Regions from separate parts of the Sus scrofa genome. Here regions 1, 2, 3 and 5 are each linked to region 4. The links are chromatin contacts, called in public HiChIP or PLAC-seq and promoter capture Hi-C maps. All regions are on one chromosome and are shown on one strand. Each heading gives the region's core, a stretch centred on a gene start, on an enhancer-like site or on the middle of the called end of the contact. The rest is flanking DNA. Distances are from core to core; before and after follow the strand shown.

The links. Promoter capture Hi-C pulls out the DNA fragments that hold promoters and counts their contacts. HiChIP or PLAC-seq counts read pairs in DNA pulled down with a chosen protein or histone mark.
Region 1: an H3K27ac HiChIP or PLAC-seq map of skeletal muscle shows a contact between it and region 4, with 4 times the contacts expected there. The contact joins the promoter of SYNJ1 here to the promoter of SCAF4 in region 4. A contact is called at or near these places in 1 of 5 promoter capture datasets (liver) and 1 of 2 datasets of contacts at active chromatin or transcription factors (skeletal muscle).
Region 2: a promoter capture Hi-C map of liver shows a contact between it and region 4, with 3 times the contacts expected there. The contact joins the promoter of PAXBP1 here to the promoter of SCAF4 in region 4. A contact is called at or near these places in 1 of 5 promoter capture datasets (liver) and 4 of 47 Hi-C or Micro-C datasets (heart right ventricle, liver, retroperitoneal adipose tissue and 1 more).
Region 3: an H3K27ac HiChIP or PLAC-seq map of skeletal muscle shows a contact between it and region 4, with 3 times the contacts expected there. The contact joins the promoter of MIS18A here to the promoter of SCAF4 in region 4. A contact is called at or near these places in 2 of 5 promoter capture datasets (fetal skeletal muscle and liver) and 1 of 2 datasets of contacts at active chromatin or transcription factors (skeletal muscle).
Region 5: a contact with region 4 is called in an H3K27ac HiChIP or PLAC-seq map of alveolar macrophages. The contact joins the promoter of URB1 here to the promoter of SCAF4 in region 4. A contact is called at or near these places in 1 of 5 promoter capture datasets (liver) and 1 of 2 datasets of contacts at active chromatin or transcription factors (alveolar macrophages).

Annotation. Positions count from the first base shown.
Region 1 is chr13:196,328,667-196,331,834 of Sscrofa11.1, forward strand. SYNJ1 (synaptojanin-1) reads right to left here and starts at 1,846. Exons shown (of 32, transcript XM_013982569.2): 1 at 1,705-1,846; 2 at 530-675. The coding sequence starts at 1,799.
Region 2 is chr13:196,369,461-196,372,539 of Sscrofa11.1, forward strand. PAXBP1 (PAX3- and PAX7-binding protein 1) reads right to left here and starts at 1,798. Exons shown (of 18, transcript XM_003132753.5): 1 at 1,318-1,798. The coding sequence starts at 1,657. LOC106505849 (a long non-coding RNA gene) reads left to right here and starts at 1,935. Exons shown (of 4, transcript XR_001300667.2): 1 at 1,935-2,186.
Region 3 is chr13:195,926,913-195,930,135 of Sscrofa11.1, forward strand. It overlaps MIS18A (protein Mis18-alpha), which reads right to left and starts at 1,397. Exons shown (of 5, transcript XM_021070912.1): 1 at 1,008-1,397. The coding sequence starts at 1,350.
Region 4 is chr13:195,394,751-195,397,875 of Sscrofa11.1, forward strand. It overlaps SCAF4 (splicing factor, arginine/serine-rich 15), which reads right to left and starts at 1,484. Exons shown (of 20, transcript XM_005657142.3): 1 at 1,014-1,484. The coding sequence starts at 1,043.
Region 5 is chr13:196,046,611-196,049,545 of Sscrofa11.1, forward strand. It overlaps URB1 (nucleolar pre-ribosomal-associated protein 1), which reads right to left and starts at 1,272. Exons shown (of 41, transcript XM_021069844.1): 1 at 990-1,272. The coding sequence starts at 1,131.

The DNA.
Region 1 (3,168 bases), core at 596-3,095, 930 kb after region 4:
GGTTAAGGATCTGGTGTTGCCATGAGCTGTGGTGTAGGTAGCAGATGTGGTTCGGATCCTGCGTTGCTGTGGTGTAGGCTGGCAGCTGTAGCTCTGATTAGACCCCTAGCTTGGGAACCTCCATATGCCGGAGGTTCGTCCATAAAAAGCAAAAAAAAAAAAAAAAAAAAAAAAAGAAATTCATCACAGCAAAAATGTCAAGCAAGCCATTTTATGGGTTGATGTGTTGTGCTACAAATTGCAACCATATTTTTTTTCTTTTTTAGAAAGATTTACTTTTAGGAGCAGCAGAGGAACCCAAGAAAGCAAAAATGTGTACCAAAACCTGCATCTCCCCCCACCTCCAAAAAAAACCTGCAGCAGGGGAAGAAAAGAAAATAAGATCTGGTTAAAAGGAAATAAAAGCATGACCTGCTAGGTGAAAAACAATGAGAAGGTTATCAGAGTCTTCCTTAAAAAAATGGGTTGAATCTGAATTATTTCAAATCAAAACAGACCATCATCAGCTGGGCTGTACGAGATGACTTACAGAGCACGGCTACAGCCCCAGACTCGAACATGAGACATTCTTCCTTATGCCTAGTTTCCACTATGAGGCTGAAAGGTGGGGGATCCAATTTGTGATAGATCCGAAATCCTTTGCTGAACGCCATTCTCCTTTCTTCAGAGGCAGCCCTGTGAAAACCAAGCAAAAGCAAAGCAAATGAAGCTAATGTTTCTTTCTGCAGCAAGGACTGCAAGGCATCCAGAAGTCCCTCCCTGCCAGGTTTTGATGGGGGGTGGGGTGGAAAAAAAAGGGAGCTCGGGGAGAGAATGGTTTATTCCAAAAGATAAGTCGTCACTTAATTTTACAGAAAAGCAAGACGAAACGGCACCAATTCTCAGCGCAAGGCAAGTCGGGGTTTTATCACTCCAAGCCCATGAACGGCTTGGTTAAGAGGAGTTTCCCCTTTAGTTTATGTTTACCAAAAGGAAAAAAATTGAGCGTATTTCGCTCGGAATTGTTTATCAGCTTCCTGCTTCAGGATTTGTCACTACGTTAAAAGGGAAACGGTTCGGAAACTTCAGGCCGAAAGGGGGAAAACGAGACGTAGGTGGGAAGGTTACCAAGGCGGATTCAAAGCTCCTTAGGGGGCGAGAAATGGGAAAGGATTACCCGACTGAACAAGCTCTCCCGGGGGCGGCGGTGAAGGGCAAGGAAAGCGACACAGGTTACCGCCGCCTCCCGCCCAGCCCCAGGGCACCGCGGGCTGACCGGTCCGCAGGCGGCAGCCGGTAAATATGAATGGCCACCCGGGAAGAGTCACGACTCGGGACACGGACCCGACCGGGGCTCCTCGGGGGTCCCGGGCAATCGACCGTCAGGAAAGCGGCTCCTTCCCAGGGGGACGGAAACGACGAGCAGTCCGTTCCCTCCATTATACGCCAGAAAAGATGACCCGGCGCCCATACTAATCGGTGCCTTTCCTGCGGGCAGGCTGACAGCCGCTGTCACCTCAGCCCCCCGCCCGACGCGGCGCCCTCACAACCAGTGGGCTCCCAACCACCCTGCCAGCCCTCCCATACCCGGCAGCCGGCGGTCGCCTCTCACCGCTCCCGCCCAGGCTGCGGAGGCGGAGATTGCTCCAGGAAGCGCCGGCCCGCGAGCCCCGCAGCCGGTGGGTCCGGCCGCAGCCGCTCCCCGCCCTCCGCCAGCCGGCTCACCTCTTCCTCCGGCTCCTCCTCCTCCGTCTTCCGCAGCCGCAGCCACAGTCGCCGGAAGCGTCACTTCCGTTCCAGCAGGTCCATCTCTTCCGCATTGCGCCGGGGCCCGGGGCGGAAGGCCCGCCCCTCGCAGGAAAGGGGCGGGGGCGTCCGGGGGCCACGCCCACTCGGGGGCCGCCCGGCGGGCCAGGTAGTGGTGGGTGGCCACCGCCTCCAAGGGCACCAACCTTCGCCGCGGGCGGCGTGTACCCCAGGCTGCGGCTGCAGGTCCCACCGCTGGTGATGCGACGGGGAGAGGGAAGATGCGTCCTTCTTGACCCCCTTGCGTGGGCTTTTCAGAGCTTACCAGCCCTCCCTGTAGGCTCCAAGGAGGGACTCTGGGGAAAAGCTTTGGGAGCTGGATATTGATACGTGCCCAAGATGGGTGTCCCGACCACCCCCTGCGGCCCCCATCGGCGTAGACTCGGGGGAGGCCTCGGGACAGTCAGCGCAGCAGGCTAAGAGGGCAAAGCCTGAAGAGCTGTCCATGGTGTCTCCCTGCGAACAGCGCCGGGTTCTTATTCTGAGCGTCTCGGTAGGAAGCAGGAAGAAAAACTAATTCCGTTTTGGAACAACCTTGCTCGTTGCCTTTTCATTTGCTGTGTTCTGGAGCTCTCAAGAGTACTATAAAAAAGAGTCCTCAACTGTATGTACAGTGGAGAGAATAGGAAATCGCTAGCTAGGATCTCAATACTCAAACATGGCTGGCTGGACTGAGGCCAAGGCAGCTATGGTTGTCACTGAATAGCGAATATTTTGCTAACAGTGTAATTTCATAACTAAAGAATCTTCCCCTTTCCTCCTATCTTCATTTTTCAACAAATCATGCATCGTGGCTTATATCGTTTTTTTCTACGGACTTCTTATTCCGTTTCCACTTAATAAATCTAAAAATGATCAAAACCAACAGGGCAAAAAGGAATTGAAAAACCCGAAGAACTCAGCCCCCTGGGAAACTGTTTCCACTTGCCTTTGCTTTTTCTTTATGTCTTCCCCTTCTTGCTTTACCAACAGCAAAAGCAGAATTTAAATTTAGTATATTGCACAAGATCATTTCCCCCTCTGGGCCCTGTCACATGGCTTCACATTTCACTTTAGAGAAGCTAGAACCCACTCTGGTTTCGGGATACTAAAGTAGCTGTCATTCATTAAAAATGAAGCCACGACTTTTCTAGAAGGTGATGGCAGACACTTAGCTTTAGTTCTGAGAAGTGGAGAGGATTTCTCTTATTCAGTACTACTCCTTAGAAAAACTGTTTTGCTCAACTGGTGGTTACTGACAGCAGCCTCGGAATTAATGAAGTTACTCTACTGGTCTATGGTTACTTCTGCCCCTCACGTGCCCCCTTCAGAAGAATCCATTCCAATTGAAGATGACATTGGACAGAGAAAACAAAATGGGAGTGGGCGAGAATGGAATTTTTC
Region 2 (3,079 bases), core at 548-3,047, 980 kb after region 4:
AACTTCATAAATTAGTCTGGAATAATGCCAATTTGAGACTTCTTGAAAAGCCATGATACTGCACACAATTTTCCTAGGTCCTATTGTCTTCCCTAAATCATATTTCAGCAAGGGGGGGAAAAAAAGTCACTGAAAAAGCACCTAACTACCAAATTATTAAGGTATCTGAAACAAAATATCCAAAATCAAAAGGTGCTAGTTAACACAGTTGGCAAGTCTGAGTAACTCTATATCAATCACAAACTGACATGTTGTTATTTCAATACTAAGCTGAGAAAGAATCACTTTTCAAAAACAAGTTTTGATGATGTGGCCATCATCTTTAATTTGAAAACGTTAAAGTCAAACAAAAATACTTTAGCAAATTGTTCCTGTATCACCAAAAACAAAAAAATGGCTGGACTCCTCTCCAAAAAAAAAAAAAAAATCACACAAAAGCCAAAGACAAACTGCCTATTACTAGAAACAAGAAAGCGTTCCTGCATCGAGATGTGAGATTTACAAGTCTTGATTTCGTTTTTTACAACATACACTTAATTGGGTTATATTACACACTCAACAATTTGGCAAGTGAAATGACTTACGGCTCATTTAGGATCAGAAATCTAAATCCACTGCAGCCTGGCCCCTCACACCGCCTCGCTTCATTGTCCAAGCGTCAATTTGAGGAAGCCTGCACGTTTGTAGCCCCATTCACTTTCATGGGTAAACTGAGGCTCGGCGATCGCCAGGGACTAGTTCAAGGTCACTCAGAACCAGTTCTTCAACCAGAGCTTCTGTTCCCAAATCTAGTACTCCTCTTTACACACCCTGCCTTCCTGAGCAAGGATGCCTGACAAGGACCAGGAGACCAAGAGACCTACCTACTGGGTACAGTGACCTGGGTCACTACTGGGTACAGTGCATATACCACTGGGTACACTGACCTGCAGAGGGCTCAGAGAACGTGCCAAGAGCAGTCAGGGGATACGACTCGAGTTCTCCCTAAAACACACCTGCCAGGAAGAGGCAGAGTAGGGAACACGGAATTTTTTCTTGAAAAACTCTAAATGACTAATCTGAGATCCGGCCCCTCGGAGTAGAAAATGTTCGAGACGACGAAAAGGAGGCGGTAGTTAAGAAAAGGTTGGTGGCGGCGCAGGAACGCATCCCCTGCCAAAGCAGAAGGCCGGAGGCGGGGAAAACGTACAGCAGATCCGGCGGGAAAGGGCTCCTTTCTCGGGGGCTGAGGCTGAGCGTCAGGGGAATGCGGAGACCCGCGGTCGGGGCCGGGGAAACGGATGTCGGGGTCTGGGGGCGCTGAAGCGCGGCAGTTACCTTCGTCCTCGTCCTGGAAGCTGAGCAGGCTGGCCCGGGGCACCTCTTTGTTCTCGCGCGGCCTCTTGCGCGGCTTCAGCCCGTTGCCGGGCTCCGCGCCGCCCGGGAAGCAACCCCCGGCCTCGGTTCCGGGGCCAGGAGCCAGCGCGGAGGGTGGCGGCGGCAGCCCCGGGCCCAGCAGTGACTCCCCCCCGGGGGCCCTGTCGCCGGGGCCCGGCTCTTCGCCGGTGCCCGGCGGCGGCAGCAACGGTGGAGGCTCCTGCTCTTCATCACGCTCTCGCTCCTCCTCCTCCGAGTCATTCCGCTTGCGCACGTTCACTCGCCGGGCCTTTCGGAACATGCCTGCGGCCCGCACCGCGGTCGTATGCCCACTCCTACACGGCAGCCCCGGCAGCGCCGAGCTCGCGACAGCGCGCACGCGCGCTCTCCCGAGCTCCAGCCAGGTCCAGTCTTTGCCCCAGCTACCGCGCACCACCGAACCCGCATGCGCTCCGCTCTCACTACGTGGAGAGAACACCGCCCCTCTCGCGAGAACGTCAGCTTTTTGCACTGCCCTCTGTCGGCCTGGAGGACTATTGGCAGGCAACTCTGGGACTCTAGTGCTCTCCGACGGGTCACAAAGAGGATCATAGAGACGAAAAGAAAGAGTAAACCCGGCGTCCCTCAGCCCAAGGTGCTGCAGTGCGTCTTCCGCACTTACGCAGACTAGTCACGCGAGGAAACTCCCGCCAAGCGCTGAGAGAGGCAAATACAAGGGGGAGGGGGCGGGAGGCGGAGCGAGAGGAGGAGCGGGAGGAGGAGCCCGAAGGTGAAGCCTTTGGTGAGGGTGCGTGGAGCCCAGAGGGTGTGCTGAACTGAGGTGTTGTATGGTAATTATTACTAACTCTGTTGAGTAACACTTAGTATTTCTGCAGCTTAATGGCTACAGAGAACTTTCAAAAACAGTGAATTTCATTTATGATCAGATATTACCTGGCCTGATGTTTTTAGCCCCCCTCCCTCTAATACAACGAAAGCAAAAGTGTTTTGGTGTTTTCCAAAGAATGCCAGGTTTGCTAGGAGTTCTGACACATGGCTGATTTCAGAAACGGAAGGAAAAATCGACTTGAGGACTGGGGATGGTTGTGACACATTTCAGCCTTGTGCCACAGAGGTTAACAAACTTAACTGGCAACGGTGGATCCGGGTGTTTGAAGTTGAACTCGCAAGCTTACTCATTGTATTAGCAAACACAGGGCCTTTTCCTTCACTCATGTGTGTAAGTGCGAATTTGTTGTCATGTCTCAAAATTTAAAAGGTAACAAAGGACATTCATATAGTGAAACAAACAAACAAACCATCCATCCCTAGAAGCCCTGAAGGTTGCAGGCAATGTTAAAAGTTTCTCACGATCCTGCAGAGACAGCCTATGAATGTAGAAGCAAAGATGTATATTTTTGTGAATTACCTTTTTCCCACAGTGTGCAAACAGTGCATTTTAGTCTAATTGAAGATCAGTTATATTTGTATGTAAAATGGTGTCTCTTCTTTTACCCAGCTGCATAGTGATCCATTGTTTGAAAGTACCATAATTTATTTAGCCAGTTGCATAAAAAAATTGGTATTAAAGGAGTTCCCTGGTGGCCTAGCAGTTAAGGATCCAGCATGGTCACTGCTGTGGCTGGGGTTCCATCCCTGGCCTGGGAACTTCCACATGCTGTAGGCGTGAGAGGGGTGGGGGAAAGGCATGAAATTTATTTCCAGTCTTGCTATAATTATCAAT
Region 3 (3,223 bases), core at 147-2,646, 530 kb after region 4:
TAATCTTAGTGAATTACTATGGGAAATGTATGTCCTTAGGCTTATGTTTAATAACTGAAAGGGACTCCCGGCAATTATTGTCAATGAACTGATGCATCCTTAAGGAAAACTATAGGTTGCAAAAAGTTTCAGGTGGACACCCGCTGCCCTACTTTCTTCTTAATATATCCCAGGAAGGCAAACATTCCACAAATGTTAATAAATTTTGGTGGTGAATGTATGCCACCAAATTATCTGCAGAATCCAAACAGAGCATATAAACTTCATCTTGAAAACCACAAGTCCAAAAAGAATAGAGATTTTCACAACAACTCAGAAAAAATATTGAAACACTATGGAAAAATAAAGAAACACTATGGAAACAACAAAACAAGGAAACGGAGAAACATACAGATAATCGGTAGAGCCAGTATTAAAAGCTAAAGCCGCGACTTTCTTAACTTTTACTACATCCTCCTTCCTCTCCAATTTTGATGGGATCATTGCTGTTTTCATTGCAAGTCTCCTTTAATTTTCTGGATAGCATTATGTTCTGTCAACTGTATGGCTGCAGCACTTCTGATTGTAAAGTCTCCGCTGATACAAATAAGATTTGATAAATCAAACCTGATATCTCTTGCAAGAAGCAGGTAGCTGAGAAGCTTGGTTTACTAAATAAACCAGGAACACTATTATTTACCGATGAACAGCCCACTAATTTCCACGAGGAGTAATACAGAGTGGCCACGCCCCAAATGCTTACAACCTAGTTGTCACTTTTCTCTAAGAAATGCTCACGGCGATAATGATGGGAGACCCCAGAAAAGGACTTGTCACTTGTGAGCCCAAAGTGCAAGGGTGACTCTCCTCCTCCCCCTTTTCTCATCCTCTCAGACTTTTCTGCTTTTAAAGACCCCAAGCAGCCAGAAAACACACACCCCCACCCCGCCTCCTCCGAGGCCGCGCAGGTACTGTACCCCCGGGAAGAAGGCAGCCCTAAGCCCTAAGCTCCCATGGCCCGAACTGACAACGCAGCAGGATGCAGTTGGTGTCCTCCTGGCTCGTCACCCAGCTCAGGGAGTCCCCCAGAGGCCGCCGGCAGCGAGAGCACAGAAACACCAGCGGCCTGTCCTCCTCGTCCGCGGTCTTCGCAGCCTCCTCGCGCCGCGTCCTTTCCGTGCAGGCCACCGACGCGTCCTCGCTCACGGAACTCCACATGCTCGCCCACTTCTGCAGCAGCTGTTGGCGGCTAGAGTCTTCTGAGAGCCGCTTGCCTAACAGCAAGGAGTCGCTCCACTTGCCCTTGTCGCCACATGCACAGCTAGTAGAGGAGCATCCTTTGCAACTATTTGGAGACCAAGCAACCGCCATTAGCTACAAACTGCCCGCGCCGCGGAGCGTGACGGGAAAAACGCCCCTACGCATGCGCGAGGCGAAGGGGCGGAGCGAGGCGGTGACGAAGGGGCGGGGTCTAAGGGAAGAGGAACCGCGGGCAGCCTAGTAGCGCGCATGCTCGCAGAGGAGCTGGGCTGAGCCAGGCGGTCCATGCTCCTGCCTCAGGTTTTCCAACCTTAGAAAATTGAGACTGCAGGAGCCCCGCTCCGTAGGCTATTTCGGGAGGAGGGTTCACCCTCTAACACAGGAGGGGAGGAGTCTTTGAAAAAATTAGGGATGGCAGACTAAACTACCGACCCATCGCGGAGACCTTGGCAATGGTTAGGAAAGCAAATGTGCAACCCACCCACCACCTAGAGATAGAGGAGTTGGCTACACTGCTGCTTTCTATGGCGTGTCCCATCTCCAAGTACTACAACCCATCAAATTTAGCATGCCTAAGAGTCACCTAAGCTGGTTAAAACACAGATTTCTGATTCCCCCGGTACACTGGGCGGGGTGCGGGGGGGGTGCACAACCTAAAAGTTGAAAATTTTGTCTTATTTGGTGGACTTGCTTAAGGACTTCTGCCCTGGAGTCAGCCTCTCAGATAGCTGTGAGGGACTGCTCCTAGAGGCAAGGGAGGAGCCAGGGTATGTAGGAGTCTTTGCAAAACAAAAGCAACCCCAGATAGTTGGAACATCAAAAAATTGCTGTTGACTGAAGAAAACCAGACAACTTAAGTTAACGAATTGAGCACTTTTCTAAGACTGGGAAGATGCAAAAATCTGGGCCCATCGAAATCATTCCTTCGATGTGCATCTTAACTATCTAGTTAAGCACAACTGGGTTGGTTGCAGTGGCCGATGGCTTGATAGCTGAAACATCCTTTGTTTACTGACAGGACAGGCAACATTCTTCCTCCAAACCACCTTTGAAGGTTCTCGATCAATAGGTCAGGAGTTCCTGTCGTGGTGCAGCAAAAATAAATCCGACTAAGAACCATGAGGTTGAGGGTTCAATCCCTGGCCTCACTCCGTGGGTTAAGTAGCCGGCATTGCCGTGAACTGTGGTGTAGGCTGGCAGCTGTAGCTCAGATCTGGCATTGCTGTGGCTGTGGTGTAGGCTGGCAGCGGTAGCTCCGATTTGACTTCTAGCCTGGGAATCTCCATATGCCGAGGGTACGCCACTAAAAAAGCAAAAAAAAAAGTCAGGATGGGCCCAAGAATTTGCTTAACAAGCTCCTGGGTGACACAAATACTGTCAGTAAGGACACCTCCACTTTTGGTTGCCCCTGCTCCAGTTTGTCTGCCTAATTTCCCCAAGGTGGAGAAGGCTGGGGTTGTTGGGGAGCCACTCGTCACAGGTTCTTTTTCTGCCATGTTATTGCTCAGATGAGACCCTGGAAGTGATAGGGATAGAGTAGGATAATTACACAGCTAGTTGTAGACATCCCAATAGGGGACCGTAGATAGGAAAACCTAGGGAAACTTGGGAGACCACGGTAAGTTAATATTCGCTCGAGAAAGGCATCAGAACGAGGCAGGCTTACTTAACTAGACAAGCACAAATAAAAGCATGAGATGATATGCCTCGGGTTGTTAAAATGAAGCCTGCATTCAAGTTCAACAAGACAATGATCCTTAGGACCAAGCGTAGGAGTTTAAGGACTGCCTTTCTGCTGATTTGAATAAGCACCTTAAGAGTCCTAGTCTGACCTTACATGGTCAAATACTCTCTTACCAGATACAAAGTTAGAGCTACTACTCTGAGGAAGAGGTGGTCTTGTCCCACCCTCTGCTTCCCTTGGATTATAAAAACATAGCCCACCTAATCCTTGGGGCGGAGCCTCCTGGCCTGCCTGCTGGCA
Region 4 (3,125 bases), core at 234-2,733:
GTTTATCTTTAGTATTTGGAAAAGAAAGATAATCCAACTCAACACATGACAATTGTTTCCACTCTGTAACTACATTTTAAATCATCAGTGGTCAAGACCCCTCTCCGCAAATCGCTCCTAAAAGAGAGAAAGTGTGGACTCTATATTCAAAAACAGCACCTGGAAAGATTTGAGATAAAACCACAGAGCTTCAGGGCGGCGGGCAGCTTTGTTCCCGGTTTTGGGAGGTTTTCACATGTAAATGTTCTCAAAGAAGGGAGCCGAGGATTAAGGGTGTGAGGGTGGGGGACTGGAGGCCAAAGCCGGCTTTCTAGCGGACTAACGCCGAGCAAATACTTGTCTCTCCCATTCAACTTTTTGGGTGTCACGTTGGGGCCCCAGAGCCCATAAGATGGTTGGGTTAGCGACTCGGTATGGTGCCGCCTCCTAGTTTATTAACCCCACTTCCCAAGTGCAGGAATCCCGGGGGAGGGGGATGAACACCCTCTCCAACTCCTCCCCGACCTGAGATCAGAGTCCAGCCGCCGTCGCGCCGCGGCCTGAGCAACAGGAGAGCCGAGGCCGCCGGTCCGCCAGCCCCGCGACCGGCAGATGCTCCCGCTCCCCCGCCCCCCACGCCCGCCCGCGCTTCTTTCTTAGCCCCTTGCGGGCTCCCGGCACAGGGAAGCCAATAACGGGGCTGGGAGCAGAAAGCGAGAGCGCCGGGACCTGAAAAGGGGCGAAGTTAGAGACACCAGCGCCGACGCGGGCCGGAGGAGGCCGGAAGGGGGCGAGAGGGGCAGCCCGAGGTCGCCGCCCGGGGGTGAGCGGTGGGGGAGGGGTGTGGGGTCGGCTCCCGCGGCCGCCGCGACCTCCCCGGGGCCACAGGCCGCTCCGCGCAGGCCCCGCCGCCCCGGAACCGGGGCAGGAAGCGTCCCCACCCCGACCTAAGCTTTAAACCTCCGGCGGCGGGAGAAGCGACGCCCCGACTCCGGCGGCAGGCCCGGCACCCCAGTGTCCCGAGAACCCCTCACCTCCTGGTTGAAGGCGTTGACGGCGTCCATGTTCGCGCTGCGGCGGCGGCTGCTCCGGGCCCGCCGGTCACATAGACCTCGCGCCGCGGCGGAGCGGGGCAGGGGAACCGGCTGGGCCTGAGGGGCCGGAGGAGGCGATGAACGGCGGGGTCGGAGGCCGGGTAGGAAGAGGCTGCGGCCGAGGCGGCGGGGCGGACGGCCGAGGCAGAGGCGGAGGGGTGGCGGGCCCCCTCTCAGTCCCGTTCCGAGGATGAGGCAAAAGAGGCGGCGGCGGCGGCGGCGCTGGGCTCCAACATGTCCGTTTGGTGGTGGCGGCTGCGCTCTGCGTCTCGCTGACACGGCCCCCCGCGCCCTCACGCACTAGCCCACACTGGCCCGACCGGCAAGCGGGCGGGCCTCTCTCTCCCTCTCGCCAGCGGGATGGCGGCAGCGGCCCGAGTCCACGCCGCGCGGGGCACCCTGGGACAGCTCGGGCCTCCCAGCGCTTCCTGTGCCCGGCCCCCGCCCCTCCCCGCCCCGCCCCTCCCGCGCTGGCCCCGCCCCCGCCCGCCCGGCGCGCGCGCGCGCGCCACCCGCTTAGCCGGTGGCTCGTGACGCCGGTACGCCGAGCTCTTTCCCGCCCGCTGCGGCCGCGGGCCCGGGAGACTGCCTGGCCAGAGGCTGGGTTCCCCGCGAGAGGCGCCGAAGAGCGCGGGATCCCAGCGCTGGAGGTTGGCTCGGGCAGTGCCCGCGCACGCGCTCGTCCCTACCCTACGCGGCGCTCGTAGGGTCGTTTTTGTGTGCCATTCTACCCAGGCAGGCCCTACACCCGGCCGGGGCTGGCGGGGCTGGCGGGTTCAGTGCTGCTTGATCTTCGTAGCCTGGAACAAAGGGCTCGGGATTTGACTTCAGCCCGTCGGGCGTGCACTTTGCAAGCCCCCGTGCAACCTCTACCGATGCAGCCCCGTGTCAGCCCTAATTGTGTGGGTTAATTCTGAGTAAGCTCCAAGAAGGACGTGCAGGCATTGGAGATCCACGCAGGCCTAAAGGAACCCCTGTGCAGTCAGTCATGTGCTGCCGGAGGAGTGGATTCGCTAAACCGTGATATATCGATTCCCCAAAACGCGTTGTTTCCTTTTTGGTGGAAACCCGGCCCTGATTCACTTCTCTTGAATACCTCCTGTCTGCGGGGTACTGTGCTGGGTTCTGGGAATACGGAAATTAAAAGATCCAGCTCAGTTTAGTTGGGGAGGACAGGCGAATGAGCCGATAATAACTAAAGCGTGGTAAACATTAGGGTAGAGACCCTGGGAAACAAGAAAGATACTCACCTGACTGGAAGTCCAGGAAGACTTCTCAGAGGAGGTAGCACCCGAGCTATGTCTCGAAGAAGTAGCAAGAGTGGTTGGAGAAGATAACCCTGGCCTCGGAAGCTGGATGAGTACTGTGTATTTCCCAGGGAAGACCAGCTGGAGCTTAGGGAGTGAGGAGAAGGACTGAAACCAGGTCCGGAAGAGTCTCTGTGCCCTTCCAGGGAGTTTGGATTTTGTCCCCAAGGCTGTGGGGAGCCTTTGCAAAATTGTAAGTGGAGAGTGGTGTCATGCAACGGGTAGAATTTCTAGCGTGGGGTCCAGGAAGGATTAGCTCTAGCCCAGGGGATGCTGAGAGCTTAAGGCAATGAAGTGGAGGTGAGATAAAGTCAGATACTTAAGGAATGGCGTGGACAGGCTAGGACAGAGCAACGGTGAGGTTGAGGAGGAGGGCGGTGTCACGGAGGATGGTTTAGACTCTGGCTTGGTGAGGGCGTGGGTGGTGGATTTAGGGAGGATTGGGTTTGATTGAAGGCAGAATAGTGGTGAACTCTTATAGACTGTTTACCACATGCTGGAGTCTATCTGGCATGTTACTCTGTGTTATTTACTCTTAACAGGCTTCCGTTTGACGCTGCCATCAGTAATGCCTCTGTTTTCTAGTTGAGGAAGCAAGGCCCTATTCAGTTAATTAACATGCCCAAGGCAAGATGATGCCCTTCTGGGGCTTGTGGAGTTGGAGCTGCCCCTTGAGCAAATCAGTGAAGATGTCAAGGAGGCAGTTGGATAAACACATGTGGAGTCAGGAGAGATGGCTGAGAGG
Region 5 (2,935 bases), core at 22-2,521, 650 kb after region 4:
ATGAACAAAGGAATGAATGAAACGCAAACTTCTTTGCTAAAGCCACTATCATCTTCCCAGCTCTGGCTAGCATATGCTGGCATCCAACGTTTAAAAACACAATCTGTGCAAGACAAACTGGAAATTGAGGATACTCTGGACATTAACTTAACTTTCACTTGAAACAGTCACTGCTTTCTTCTGACACAGTACCAGTGTTTCGCACATGCTAGTGTCTTCCATTGCGTTTTGTCCTCATAACCTAAATACTTTCTAATGGAGTACAAGGAATTGGGAAGTTAGGTCACACTTTTCAAAAAGTGCAATTATTGAATCTGCTCCTTATCTGTCACTAGTCTCTTTTTGCTTTTTAGGGCCACACCAGCGGCATATGGAAGTTCCCAGGACCCAAGCCACGTCTGCAACCTACACCACAGCTCACGGTAAGGCCCAGATCCTTAACCCACTGAGTGAGGCCAGGGATCGAACCTCTGTCCTCATGGCTCCTAGTCGGATTCGTTTCCGCTGCACCACGACAACGGGAACCATATCTGTCACTAGTCTAATCTTGCTCAACTGTCAAGTCCTGCAGTAGCTTCATGTGGGAGCTTATGACAGGTTTTCTGGTCGGTGTGAGTGTTGGAGGATCAAAGCTACGGAAAACAGAGCTGACAGCCATGGCAGTAGCAAACTCACAGTCGGGACTCGATAAATAATCCGTTTTGTGAATAAGTACTACACATCCACTTTCCTGACAATTGCAGTAAAGGTTTTAGAGCTTGCTGAGGGACACTGTCCGGGCAAGGGAGGTGTGGGATCGCAGGAACTGTCACATTCAAGCAAGTCTGGGCCCTGGACTCCCAAGCACCCGGGCCTCGGTTTCCCGACTGCGAATCGGGAGGCTGAGCTCTGACCCTCGCTGCAGGAAGAAGAGGCTGCATCCACACACACACCGAGGCGGGTAGGCCGCCCCGAACGCATCGGCTCCCCGCCCCGGGTCCCGCACTCACCCGGCCCCGCACCCTGCGCGTCTCTCAGCTGAGTCTTGAAGCGCACGCCCGTGAGCTCTTCGGTGCGGGCTCGCTTGGCTGCGCCCGCAGGGGTAGCTCCACCTTCCCGGCCGCCCGCAGCCTTCCTTTTGGGGACCCCCATGGCCGAGAGGGCGGGGACGCGCCGGGACCCACACACCCCGGGACCTGACAAGAGGACACCGGGGGAGACCCGACAGGCACCTGTGGCCCACACGTGGGCTGAAGGGGCGGGGGGCTGTCGGAAGAGGCGGAGCCTCGGGAGGGAGGCCGGCGGAAGGGGCGGGGCCTGTGGGAAGGGCGGGGCGGGGCCTGTGGGAAGGGCGGTCCGGCGGAAACCCGGTAGCGGTTCCCTCTTGGCTGTGCGATTCTAGCTCCCTAGCTCGCTGCCCCGGGCCGAGCCGACGCTCCACCACACCCGCGCTTGGCCTCGGCGCGGGGGGGCGGGGGCGTCTATCGGCGGCTTTCTCGAGGGTTCTTGGGAGGAAGAATCCCCAGATCCTCCACTCCTGGGGGGCACGAGCCAGACCGCTGGCAGCAGCACCGTCAGCTCGGTTCTTGACCTGTGGGCGCCCTAATGGTGCCTCTTGACTGACATGCAGCGGGATTCGGTGCTTTGCCTGTTCGAGGCCCAGCGAGTTGGCCAGGAGGGTGGCTGCCCCGGGCTAAGTGCCAGGTGGGCTTTTGTGGGGAGATCCTTGCTCTGGGACCAGGTCGAAGGTCGTGCGGATGCCCCTAACCCTGACCCCTAGCTTATCTCACATCCGGAACCAGACTGGCTTGTCTGGTGCGATGTCGCCCCAGACGACCTCCACTTCCCCAAACTGATGGGTGGACTTGCGCCTTTCTGGTCATGTAGGGTGGGAGGAGGGGATCAAATGAAGTAACGTCTGTGAAAACCCTACGCGGACAGCGCAGCAGCCTCCACATCTAAGCCCCTGTCATTAAAATGGAGACAGTAAAGCCAGCTGTTCTCAGCGGAGAAAGTGATGCAATGCATGAAAAACTGCTTTGACGGGAGAAAAAAAAAAACTACTGTGTTTTTGTAAGATGTTATTGACTTGTTCTGAAATAAAACGGAGGTATAAATAAGTGGAAACAGGCTAGTGCATTTTTTAATACAACTTCATCCATACTTGGTTATGTGCGCAAACAAATCATGAAGCAGGTCATTAGATAAGTCATTTGGTGATTCCTGGAATTATCTGTCAGCTTGTCCTCTAGTATGAGAAAGTACTGCCCCGTGGTCTGTAAGCAGATCTGTTGTGAGCATCTGAGAACAGTGGCTTTTTGTGACCTGTTAGGGTTTCAGAGTCTCTAATAGAAAAAGCCTGTGCTGTTGACCCTGTGCTCCTGACCTGGCAAGACTATTGTGCCTGTGGAAATGCCTACCTTGTAGGCAGGTCAGAGGGAGTAGCCTGAGCAGATCTGAACTGATGCAGAGGTATTAAAAGGCAGGGATATGCTCAAAATTTAGGCTGTCAAGGAGGATACTCTTGTTAGTAAAGACAGACTTAATTCTGACCGGTCATCTTCACGGGGTTCTTTTCTATGGTTAATTGCCAACCACCAACTTTGTTTTCAACCACAGTGGACCTGACCAAAGAGACAGCAGAGAGAAGCAGGAAATAGTCAAAAACTATTCAGTTTCTGCCTACGTGACCTTGAGCAAATTATCATCTCTCTTTAGAAAGACTTAGAGAAAGTGGGAGAACTTGCTGGTACTATCCAGTTTGTAAGCGGTGGACCACTCACCCAGTGTATCCTAGCTCCAATTTTATTTTATTTTATTTTATTTTATTTTATTTATTTATTTATTTATTTATTTGTCTTTTTGCCTTTTCTAGGGCCGCTCCCACCACATATGGAGTTCCCAGGGTCTAATCAGAGCTGTAGCCACTGGCCTACACCACAGCCACAGCAACATG